2 separate regions of the Mus musculus genome follow, and region 1 is linked to region 2. The links are chromatin contacts, called in public promoter capture Hi-C maps. All regions are on one chromosome and are shown on one strand. Each heading gives the region's core, a stretch centred on a gene start, on an enhancer-like site or on the middle of the called end of the contact. The rest is flanking DNA. Distances are from core to core; before and after follow the strand shown. Region 1 holds the start of Mixl1 (Mix1 homeobox-like 1 (Xenopus laevis)). Region 2 holds the start of Stum (mechanosensory transduction mediator).

What was found. Capture Hi-C pulls out chosen DNA fragments and counts their contacts.
Region 1: a promoter capture Hi-C map of liver shows a contact between it and region 2. The contact joins the promoter of Mixl1 here to the promoter of Stum in region 2. A contact is called at or near these places in 5 of 39 promoter capture datasets (embryonic stem cells, macrophages, pre-B cells and 2 more), 3 of 484 Hi-C or Micro-C datasets (the AML12 cell line, bone marrow-derived macrophages and nephron progenitors), 1 of 115 datasets of contacts at active chromatin or transcription factors (stem cell-derived neural progenitor cells) and 3 of 9 other capture datasets (adipose tissue, liver and macrophages).

Annotation. Positions count from the first base shown.
Region 1 is chr1:180,693,431-180,698,935 of GRCm38.p6, reverse strand. Mixl1 (Mix1 homeobox-like 1 (Xenopus laevis)) reads left to right here and starts at 1,902. Exons shown (of 2, transcript NM_013729.3): 1 at 1,902-2,316; 2 at 4,015-5,505. The coding sequence starts at 1,924. The coding sequence ends at 4,317.
Region 2 is chr1:180,480,457-180,485,677 of GRCm38.p6, reverse strand. It overlaps Stum (mechanosensory transduction mediator), which reads left to right and starts at 2,174. Exons shown (of 4, transcript NM_001081227.2): 1 at 2,174-2,550. The coding sequence starts at 2,349.

The sequences.
Region 1 (5,505 bases), core at 653-3,152, 210 kb before region 2:
TCTCGTGAGACCCAGTCTCTGAATTGATGAACAAATGGCAGAAGATGTAGCATAGCCCTTCCAGTGCTTGTCCAGCATTTACAAGGCCTTGTTTGAGCCCCAGCATTGCATAAAATCAGGCATTGTGTGGAATGTCTGTAAAGAGAGCTTTGCATCCTGGAAGTCCATCCTTGGCTACATAGAGAGTGTGAGGCTAGCCTGGTATACACGAGACCCTGATATATGTACGGGGTAGGAGTAGAAAAATAAAAGCATAGAAAAATCAAATTCTGATTTTTCCATTCCATACACTGTGAAACTGAAAAACTGTCAAAGAAATAGAAGAAGAAAGAAAGGGAGAGGGGTTGGAGGTGTGTGTGTGTGTGTGTGTGTGTGTGTGTGTGTGTGTGTGTGTGTTTGAGGGGAAGGGATCAGATGGAAAAGCAGGCCTGGGGAGTCTTAGCATCCGCATAAAGCAGGAGGCCAGGACACTTCCCACGACTCCCCAGCTGGTGGACAGGTCAAGCCTAGAACTTGCCGATCACTCTGTGCTTTGACACTTGGGATAATTGCCCATAGTAAAGATATGGCCACTTGCTGCTCTTCCAGAGGGTCAGTTCTCAGCACTGTATCAGGTGGCTTACAACCCATTACTTCCCAGCACTGTGTCAGGCAGCTTACAACCCACTTCCCTCTTTTGGCTTCTTTGGGGGCTCACATGCGTATTAGTAGACAGGATGCACTCATGGCCAGCACATATACTTTCTCCTATGATACTTCCCATTAGCATTGAAGACGTTGCAGGAACAGGTCCTGGGCTGGGCTGTGGAATACCCCTTCCTCTGCAGGGAGCCCCTTTGAGGCCTTGCAAGCCGTGCTCCTTGCCCTGCCTGCCTCTGCACCCTTCTGCTATAGTGCTGCATGCCTCTGATTTCTCTATGAAGCAACTTGGCTTCTGTCTCAACAGATGTTCCCTGAGGGTCTTGCTTAGGATTTTCCAGTCACTGGGTCCTATTCTCAGGACCAGAGGGTAAGGAGGTGGGGAGAGACTTATATGAATAAATGAATGCATGTGTGCACTAGGGGAAGCAGATATAGAAGTCACAACTAAACTACAAATCCGCATAAAACAAACCAGGAACCTCAAATGAACCCCAGGGGACAAAGGAAATAGTAATGGCATCAGAGGGAGCAGAAACTTCAAGGAGTGGCATCAGAGGGAGCAGAAACTTCTCGGGTTCTGAGCACTGTTGGGATTCTTTAGGAGCGCTAACCCCGTACAACTTCAGCCCGTCCAATTTACAGCATTCTTGTTGACAGGTCACAGATACTCTAGGCAGGAGCAGCGTCACTGTTCAGGATGTGTGCCTGTCCCCTTTGAGATCTCTTTATCTTCACCCCCCCTTGGATTCAGGATGTGTCAGGGTGGTTTGCCGAGGGCAGGGCTAGGCTGTTTAACCAACCTGGAGTAAGGTCTAGCACATAGCAGGGGTGGTAAATAGCGCCTTTGATGGTGACAGGCGGACAGCGGGCCAGGCACAGCGCGGGGGACCTACGAACCAAGCCCCCAAGAGATTCAGGCGCTCTTGAGAGGTCTTCTGGCCCAGAAGAGGGGGTTCTGTCCAAGTCCGGCCTGCACTTGGGGCGACCCCACCGGGGCAAAGCGGTTCGAGGTATGTGGATTGGTGGTTGGACTGGCTGGCGGATGGGCGGAGAAGGGACGGAGCGGCCCGGACTCAAGTTCGCGCCTCCCTCATTCCGTCCCCGGGTCAGCGGAAGCGATTATTCCCGCGGCGTCTGGCGGGGCTGGGGCGGGCTCGCACCCCGAGGAGACGAGACGCGGCTTCCCTGCACCCACGCCTTTGATGGCGCCGCCGCCCCCTCCCCGGCTCCGGGCCGCTATAACTGCAGGCGCGCGGGGGTACAGGGAAGCGTCCGGGAGTCATGGCCGCAGCAGGGTCCCAGCAGCTCCAGTTCGCAGAAGGCGCCGCTTTCCCCATCTTCCCCGCCGCGCATCCCGGAGGGCAGCTGCTCCCAGCCATGCGCCCAGCCTCTGGGCTGCCCGCGGCGCCCCACGACTCTCGCGCCCCAGCAGCCACGCAGTGCTTTCCAAACCGCGACTCCAGTCCCACAGCGCAGACCCCCGCCGGCCTGGATCCGCCCGGACCCTCCAAAGGCTCGGCCGCCCCGTCGGCGCCACAGCGCCGCAAGCGCACGTCGTTCAGCTCGGAGCAGCTGCAGTTGCTGGAGCTCGTCTTCCGACAGACCATGTACCCAGACATCCACTTGCGGGAGCGCCTGGCTGCGCTCACGCTGCTACCCGAGTCCAGGATCCAGGTGAGTCGCGGTCGCAGCTGCGCGTTCCAGTGGAGGTGCTGGGAAGTCACAGGCTTGTTGGGCCATTTATTCTGTGGGGGAAAAGTTACTCTCTTTGAACCTCATGGTTCTAGACTGCAAACTGGGATGTCAGTTAAGGCCGCGTTACCATGTGATTGATCTGGGCAGCTAAGGGGCTTGCGGACCCATTGAAAGGTCCCAGCAGGAAGGTAGTCATTGCACTCTTTCCCAGCGTCCAGTAAGGAGAGAGAGAGAGACAGAGACAGAGAGACAGACAGAGAGACAGAGAGAGAGAGACAAGCCTTCCTCTGGCTTTGATTCTAAGTAGCAGAGCAGGGTTGGATCACCTTCAAAACAAGCAAGAACTTCTTGTCACTTTGAAAAAATATTGCAAAGTGAGTTTATTGTCTGAGGTCGATCATTTAGATCAGAGTTTTGGAGATGATAGGGAGAAGCCTCTCTCTCTCTCTCTTGCTCTCTCTCTCTCTCTCTCTCTCTCTCTCTCTCTCTCTCTCTCTCTGTGTGTGTGTGTGTGTGTGTGTGTGTGTGTGTGTGTGTGTGTGTGTGTGACTGAGACAAGTTCATGCTGCGTAGTCCAAGCTGGACTTCAATTCACAATCCTTCTGCCTCAGCTTCCTGGGTGCTTGGATTACAGGTAGGTTCCCCAACACCCAGTTTAGACGCTTGCCTCAGGAGGGTGGACATTTAGTGTTTATTTTTTTCCTGGACTTAGGGTGACTACTCAACTGTCACTTTTTTACCCCCTCCAGTCAGGGTTTCTCTGGGTAGCCCTGGCTGTCCGGGAATTTGCTCTGGAGACCAGGCTGGCCTTGAAATCAAAGATGTGCCTCCTTTGTCTAGGATTAAGGGGGTGTGCCACTATCTCCTGGCTTCAACTGTCACTTTCAGCAGTTGTCACCCTGGGCTTCCTATGCAGAACACGTTTGTGGGGAAATAGTAAAGACATTTACACACAGAAACGAGCTTCACGGAGGAAAAATACCTACTGGGATTGAAGGGGTATGCTACCACCACCAGGCTGAGACCGTCTTTTTTTTTTTTTTTTTTTTTTTGGTTTTTCGAGACAGGGTTTCTCTGTATAGCCCTGGCTGTCCTGGAACTCACTTTGTAGACCAGGCTGGCCTCGAACTCAGAAATCCGCCTGCCTCTGCCTCCCGAGTGCTGGGATTAAAGGCGTGCGCCACCACGCCCGGCTTTCTTTCTTTCTTTTTTTTTTTAATGTGTAAAATGAAAAGCAGACAAACAACCAAGTATAGCAAGTGTAGACAGAACCAGACAGCATTCCAGCTTTGCATCTGAGAATGATGACTGAGAAGGTTTGGAGCTCTGAACATCAAACCATTGGTTCAAGTGCTTTCTGTAAGCCCCAGACTTTGAGCAGAGAGTCAAGGCTAATATGCAGTTTTATCGGTAGAGTGCTTGCCTAGCATGCACGAAACCCTGGGTTCCATCCTCAGGTACCACGCAAACCACTCGTGGTGGTGCAGCCTGTAACCCCAGCTCTGGAGTGGAGGAAGGAGAATCATAAATTCAAGGTCAAGGTTCTCCTTGGCTACAACCCGAGGTTGAGGTCAGCACTGGCTAGAGAAGCTATCTCAAGCAAACCCCCAAACAAACTAACAATAAAAACCCCAACCGGAAGCAGCTGAACAGTTTTTTTCTCCTCTTGTCCCCCAGGTGTGGTTCCAGAACCGACGGGCCAAGTCCAGGCGCCAGAGTGGGAAGTCATTTCAGCCCTTATCCTCAAGGCGGGGAGTTTTCCTCCATTGCCCTGCTCCTGGGACTGAAGCTAGGTGTTTGAAGCCTCAGCTGCCCCTGGAGGCAGATGTGAACCACGTTCCGGATCCCAGCATGACTGGAGGAGGCGTCTGCACATCTGGTTCTCAGAGTTTTGAAACGTATTCGTCTCTCTCTGAAGATATTGGCTCAAAGTTGGACTCCTGGGAGGAGCACATCTTTTCTGCCTTAGGTAACTTCTGAGGATTCTGGGAGCGTTGAGGATGCACTCAGGGAGATCTGGGAGATTGGAGCTGATCTCCTGACTGGCCATGGCCTCGGTTCTGGATCATCTCTCACATTTTGGTTCCCTTCTCTGACACTGAGCCTTTACTGCTGGCTTGTTCTCGGTAGCCACCGAAAAGTCACCGTGACTCTCCAAGACTGCACATTATAATTTGGTCCGCATCCCCTGGGCCTTCTTACTAGGGTTATTCCTATTTTTCAGACTGATTGTTCAGAACTTGTTTTCTTCATAAGAACCTTCGGCTTGACTCAGTTTCCCCACTTTCTCGGCAGCTGCTGTCTTCTTGTAGTCCTAGTTGTAAGTGGGTTCACACACTCTATCCCACATCCTGTACTCTGGACTCATCACCAAGACTCATTACTCTTTTTCACTGAGTCTTTTTGTTTTGTTCTTGACCTTGCTGTGTAAGGAAGGAAAGATGCCTCAAACTCCTGTCCTCCTAGCTTTATTTGCCACCATAACTGGATGCTGCTTTTTTTTTTTTTTTTTTTGCTTAAAAATGTATATGGTATTAACATATATCTCCAAAATAATGGATGTCAATATTTTTGTTTAAAATTTTATATGGTATTAACATACATACCCAAATCAAACTGCTTAACACATGCATGACATCACTCACCTTTCTTTGTTCTGTGATGATATAATCTATTAGCAATTTTCAAGTATATGAAATGTAGATATTAACTATAGCCATCTCCATCGAGTTTTTCAGCTTCTCTCTCCCAGCTGACTGTGTATCCTAGCCACCTCCCCTGCCCTCACTTGACTGGTTTCTCATCTGGCCTGTCAGCTAGACGCTCCCTCAGTAACAACGCTACTTTCCAGCTCTTTCAAGAGCCCCATGCCTCTTGTTCCCCACTTTTTTGTTTTGTTTTTAATTACTCCATTTGGAAGTCTGTGGCAGCTTCCAGTTAACCAAACTGTAAGACCCTGTCAAGCACGCTCACAGTCAATGCCATCATCTTTAGCTTATGCAAACCTTAAGATCATTTACCCAAAATGTGCTTCTCTGTCTGTCATTCCTTTCTGGTTGGGACTCAGTGAAAAAGTTTCTCTTTCAAAACAGCTCAGGAAACAGCTTCCCTTTCTGAAGCCTGAACTTTTCGTAAGTAATCTTAATTTTTGTACCTGTTACTTGGACC
Region 2 (5,221 bases), core at 925-3,424:
AAATGCAGAAGGATACTGTGTAACTTTTGGAGAAGTGGCGGTGATACTCATTATGGTTCTGCAGTCTCTACTCTCAGGATGACTCCTCTCAGCAAGTTCTCACTTAGAAACTGGCGGCCATATTTTAATGTAAAAACCTCCAGGTCACGTGGACAATGGAGGTAGCATGAAGGACTACCCCTGGCCAACCAGCTTTCAAACTCTCTCCCTGATGCCACTGACCAGAGAATATTTTTAGAAGTGGATCTTGTGGTCCTCACTGTTCCAGCCACCAGCCATTTGAGTTTCCCAGCTGCAGATCTGCAGACAATGGAGGGAGAAATGCCGCCTCTCTTATGTTCTCACCGTAGAGTATGATCATTCAAAACAACAAAACAAAAACATACAAACCAAAATCCGGCCATGTCAAGCTGATCAATTCGAGGGTCACTTGTTACATTGTAGGAATAAATAGAACACGTATGAGGCCCTATGTCCACTTAAAATGTCAGCGATTCCCAGACAATAAAGTCCTAATTCCTCTGCCCGCCCCCAGCACTAACCTGTTTCCTACCCACCTTAGCAGCTCCAGGCCCAGCTTTACTGCAGGTCTGGATTCCCCCTGCTATCATAGGCTCCCATGTGTTGGCACCCACAATGGCTCTGTCTGGGTGTCACAAAGATAGCCACAGGAAATTGGGGAAATAGAAATCTATTTCCCTCTCTGGGTTCATTTTCCTCAGAGACAAATAATGATAGAGGGAACCCAAAAGAGATCCAGGTATTCTGCGAATTCATAGAATGGAGGTTAGTTTCGGGATCTTTAGATGAAATGTCATTTATGCATATGGGTTTTGGAAAGAGATCACCTGCTCCACATTATCATGGACGATTATGCTTTAATTGCTCCATCTAGAAAACACAGTACTATGTAGTGCTTTGTACAGTTAAGGCAGGCATTGAATGTGGTTAAGAGTTTGGGATGCTGCCCAACAGAGGATGCTGTGATAAACATTTAAAATAAAACATACCTACAAGTAGTTTCTGTTGGCCATTAAATCTTGACCTGCATCACTTTCTGGGAGGGGCTTTAGTGACTGATAACTCCCCTACAGTTGGATGCATGGGAAGGTCCCAGTCCCAGAACCTTCGAACCTTCAGCATATCCCAGCCAATTTGTCACTGGCTCTGCGGTACTATCATTGTAATGACTACAATCCTGCAGGCTACCTTGTAGACTTAAAATATTTATCTATTTAGAAGTGTAGTCTTGCTCAAGTTGGTCTTGAATTTGATAGGAAGAGAGCCTCCTACCTACACCTCTCAAGGATGGGATTGCAGCCATGAAGCACGTGCCCCGCTAGAGGAGGTCATTTTCATCGGAGTAGATGAAGGGTCTTATTGAAAAGACTGAATTAGGCTCTTGGTTTGGACTCTTGCCAAGTCTATTCGCTTATTCCCACCGGTGCATCGTTAACACCAGGGGGCGCTGTGGGCGCACCGCATCTTCACCAGGTAGTCATAACTGGCCCAGATGTCCCGCAGCAGCACACTGGTCAGGGCATGGTTCCCACTACCAGCTCCGTGGCTCCCTCAAGCAAGCATTCCTTTCCATTTTCGTTTCTATGTGTGTGAACTTATACGTGAGACAGTGTGTGTGTGTGTGTGTGTGTGTGTGTGTGTGTGTGTGTGGGCGCGTGAAGGGAACATCTCTTGCAGACATGCATGGGTTTATAAAGCTGTAAGCTATATTTCTCGCTTCCAGTCCTATCAGCATCTGTGACTCGAAACACGTTGCTTTTTCTCCGTGACTCGAAATGCAAAGTGTTTCTAGGTTTCAGGCTTCAAGCGTCCCTAGCCCCCACCTCCCTAGCATTAAATGCACACTCCAGAAGAGAGATTCAACCTTGAGGCTTTTCCAACTGAATCAGCCTAGTGCACGCCCAGCTCTCCAGGACCTTGAGTGAGGTTCTCAGTTCACCTGTGCTAGGAGGGTGAGGCACATCCATCCCTCTGGGTACCTAGACCACCAGCATCCTTGCGCTCTCCTTGCGCTTTCTTCCCTTGCTGGGGTCTCCATTGCTGGTGAACCAAGGGCTTTGCAGAGAGGTGTGGAGGGGGCGGGGAAGGGGCCCGGAGGGGAGGGGCGAGGGAGCGCTGTCACAGAGTGTCACGCTGCCCCTCCCGCCCTCCGCCCGGAGTGGGGGCGTGGAGCGCGGGAGGGCGGGCTTCTCCGCCAGCCTCGCAGCACCCGGAGCGCACTGGCCTCCTGAGAAGGGCGCATAGCGCGCTGCCAGGAGCCCGCAGCCGGCCGCCGTCTGCCCTGGTGCCCCGGGCGGCTGCAGGGTTCCTGGAGAGCGCGTCCAGCCATGGAGCCTTTGCACAAAGACGCCGAGACCGCGGCGGCGGCGGCGGCTGTGGCAGCGGCAGATCCCCGGGGGGCATCGTCGTCCAGCGGGGTGGTCGTGCAGGTTCGCGAGAAGAAGGGGCCCCTGCGCGCCGCCATCCCCTACATGCCCTTCCCGGTGGCTGTCATCTGTCTCTTCCTCAACACTTTCGTGCCGGGATTGGGTAAGAAGTGTGTGTGTGGGCGACCCTTGTGACCCCTTTAACCCCTGCGGTCCCTGCGACCTGGGCTGCCTGATGGAGACCAGGCAGGGCAGAGGTAGGCACTGGCTGAGACCCGTGGATGTGTCCACCAGCTTCAGGCTGTGCTCCCACGGTTGGTATCTAGCAGGTGGCTGAAGCCTGTGGCGTGGGCATCCTAGAGAAGAGGTACCACGCTGGGGGGGTCTCCGACCCACAAGCGAGGTGGCCAGGCAGAGAAGAGCTATGAAATTGACAGAGAATCTTGGAGTCCCAAGCAGGGACCCGACGGCTCACTGGCTCCAGGCTAGGCTACTGTCCAGAAGAGTGGAATCTTGGCCCTTCTTCCCCATCAAGTGCGTCTGTGATCCCTTTACTTCGGGAGGAGAGGAGGCCGAACAGGAAGAACTCAGGGCTGTGATGGGGTTGACCAGGCTCCAGGGAGTCTGGGAAGTCGGTTGAGCTGGGGGAAGGGAGACACACAGTTTCAGGAGACACACTGCATCAGGTCACGCTTTCACGCGGTGCAGAGCCTGTGGAGGTGGCAGTTCTTTAGCCAGAGTCTCTTTTCCTGGTGTCCGCTTTTCTGCCTGACACTTCGCAGTACACCGACGGAAAGGGGTGATTTTATTATTCCGTTTGCATGCATGTGTATTTAGACTGCATGTGACCAGAAGTGAGCCGGTAAGAAAGCGAAGAGTGAGCCTTGATAAGTCTGTATTAGGCTCTGGCTGTCTGGACACACCCCAAAGCCACTGCTGTCCCAAAATAGTGCCTAAGGGTGAATAAAGTTAAAGAATGAGAGCTTTCTTGATCGCCTCTCTCCAGCACCCATCTCTGCCTGCATGCCCTTCCCCCACTTCCAACTTGATCTCCTGCCACGGGTGGACCCTGCACACGAGACGGAGGCGCCCTCCTCGGCAGCGTGCAGGGCTGCAGAAGCAGGCATCCTATGCATTCTTCAGAGAGCCTGCTGCTGCCAGCCAGCTAGTTGCCTGCACATGGTTGCAAAGTTCCCAAAAGCAGAGGTCAACTAGAAGTGGCCTTTCCTTTCACTTTGGCCTTTCTCACGGCCTTGCTCCTGGAGGGCCCAGCGGGGACCTCATCTGTGGTGATTTTGAAGGCCACGCCCACTCAAACTGGACCTGTTGGTTTTGCCTGGACTCTTAAGTCCAGGAGGGATGCTGTGCTGCGGAGTCCCATCTGAGTAGAAAGTCAGAGCCTTTAATTGGGCTTATCCCCTGAGTGAGGTCTCTAGCAGCCTGCCTCACCGTCCAAGTCCTCAGGCAAACTCTAAACTACTGCAGGGTGGCAAGCTGCTGTTAATTTCCATGTGTCAGCAATGTCCACCCACTGGAGTAAAGAGAGAGCACCTGTCTGTCTCCCTGAGAATATCAAGGCCACAAGGCACGCGCGCGGGGTGCATGCTGTTAGAATTATAAGTGTTGAAATAACAACATCCTGACATAGGCTTTGAGGAAACAAAGAATTAGGTGGGCAGGAGAGCACTGAGGCGCTGCTGGAGACAGAAGTGAGCTTGTGGGAAGCCAGCCCCAGGAGGCAGCCAGGGCCACTGGCTCAGGATGCACCAGAGCATGTCCTCCCTGTGAAACACCAGATACCCCGAGCCTGCTGCCATGATCACATCTACTCTGCTTGCCTCTAAAACTTTACCCCACAGACCTAGCGTTCTCTCCTTCACAGCTCCATTTGTAGATCAGAATCCTGTCGGATTCTTTACTGATAAAGTACACACACACACACACACACACACACACACACACACACACACACCCCTTTCTAAGAAACTTGGATAGAAAGAGACAAACTACCCAAGAAATATGAAATGTGGAAAAGTGCTTTTTCAGCTCAGGCATTTTTCAGTACTCACCTCGGTTGCTACTGCATAGTTTCCTGGGGGTGCAGGCCTTGGCACCTACCCACAAGGAGTGGGAGATCCCAGGCTCTTGGTAGGTTGGGCTTCTGATCTGTAAGTCTGGGATGCTTGGTCCTTTAGGAGACTGGGTTGATGGAATGTGAGCTGTCAAAGCACAAGGCTGATCACAGAAAACATGCTAGAAACGGGTCCATGGTGTCCTGCTCCCTGTGACTCTGTCTGTCTTTCTGCCTGTCTCGTCTCTTCTCTCTCTCTCTCTCTCCCATACTTCTTTTTACTTTTTCAGATAAGGTTTTATCATGTATTTCTAGCTATCCTGGTACTTGCTAAGGAGCCCAGTCTGGCCACAAACTCAAAGCAGTACTCCTGCCTCAGCCTTCCCTATGCTGGGATTATATACCACCACGCTCTGCTTTGCCTCGTTTGTCTCGTTCCTGGGTGGGGTAGCTGGCACACTGGCGCCTCTGCTTCTGAGTGCTCCTCATCTCTGTACCTGCAGTGGAGTCCTCCACAGACCACACACCTTGAGAGTATTTTTTCCTTGCTACCTCCACTGCCCTGGCTAGGGACTGGTTTGGGTAGTCCCAGCTCCTGGAAGTCCTCTCTTGGCTCAGGTCTGCATATGCTAATCCTTCTGGCTTGCTCAAAGCTCGAGAGCCATCTGAATATTCAGACTGCTGCTTCTGATCCATCTAGCCATCCACTGGGCCAAAGCAGGCCTCGCCCACCCGCGCCAGGCACTGGGGATGTGCAGATGCA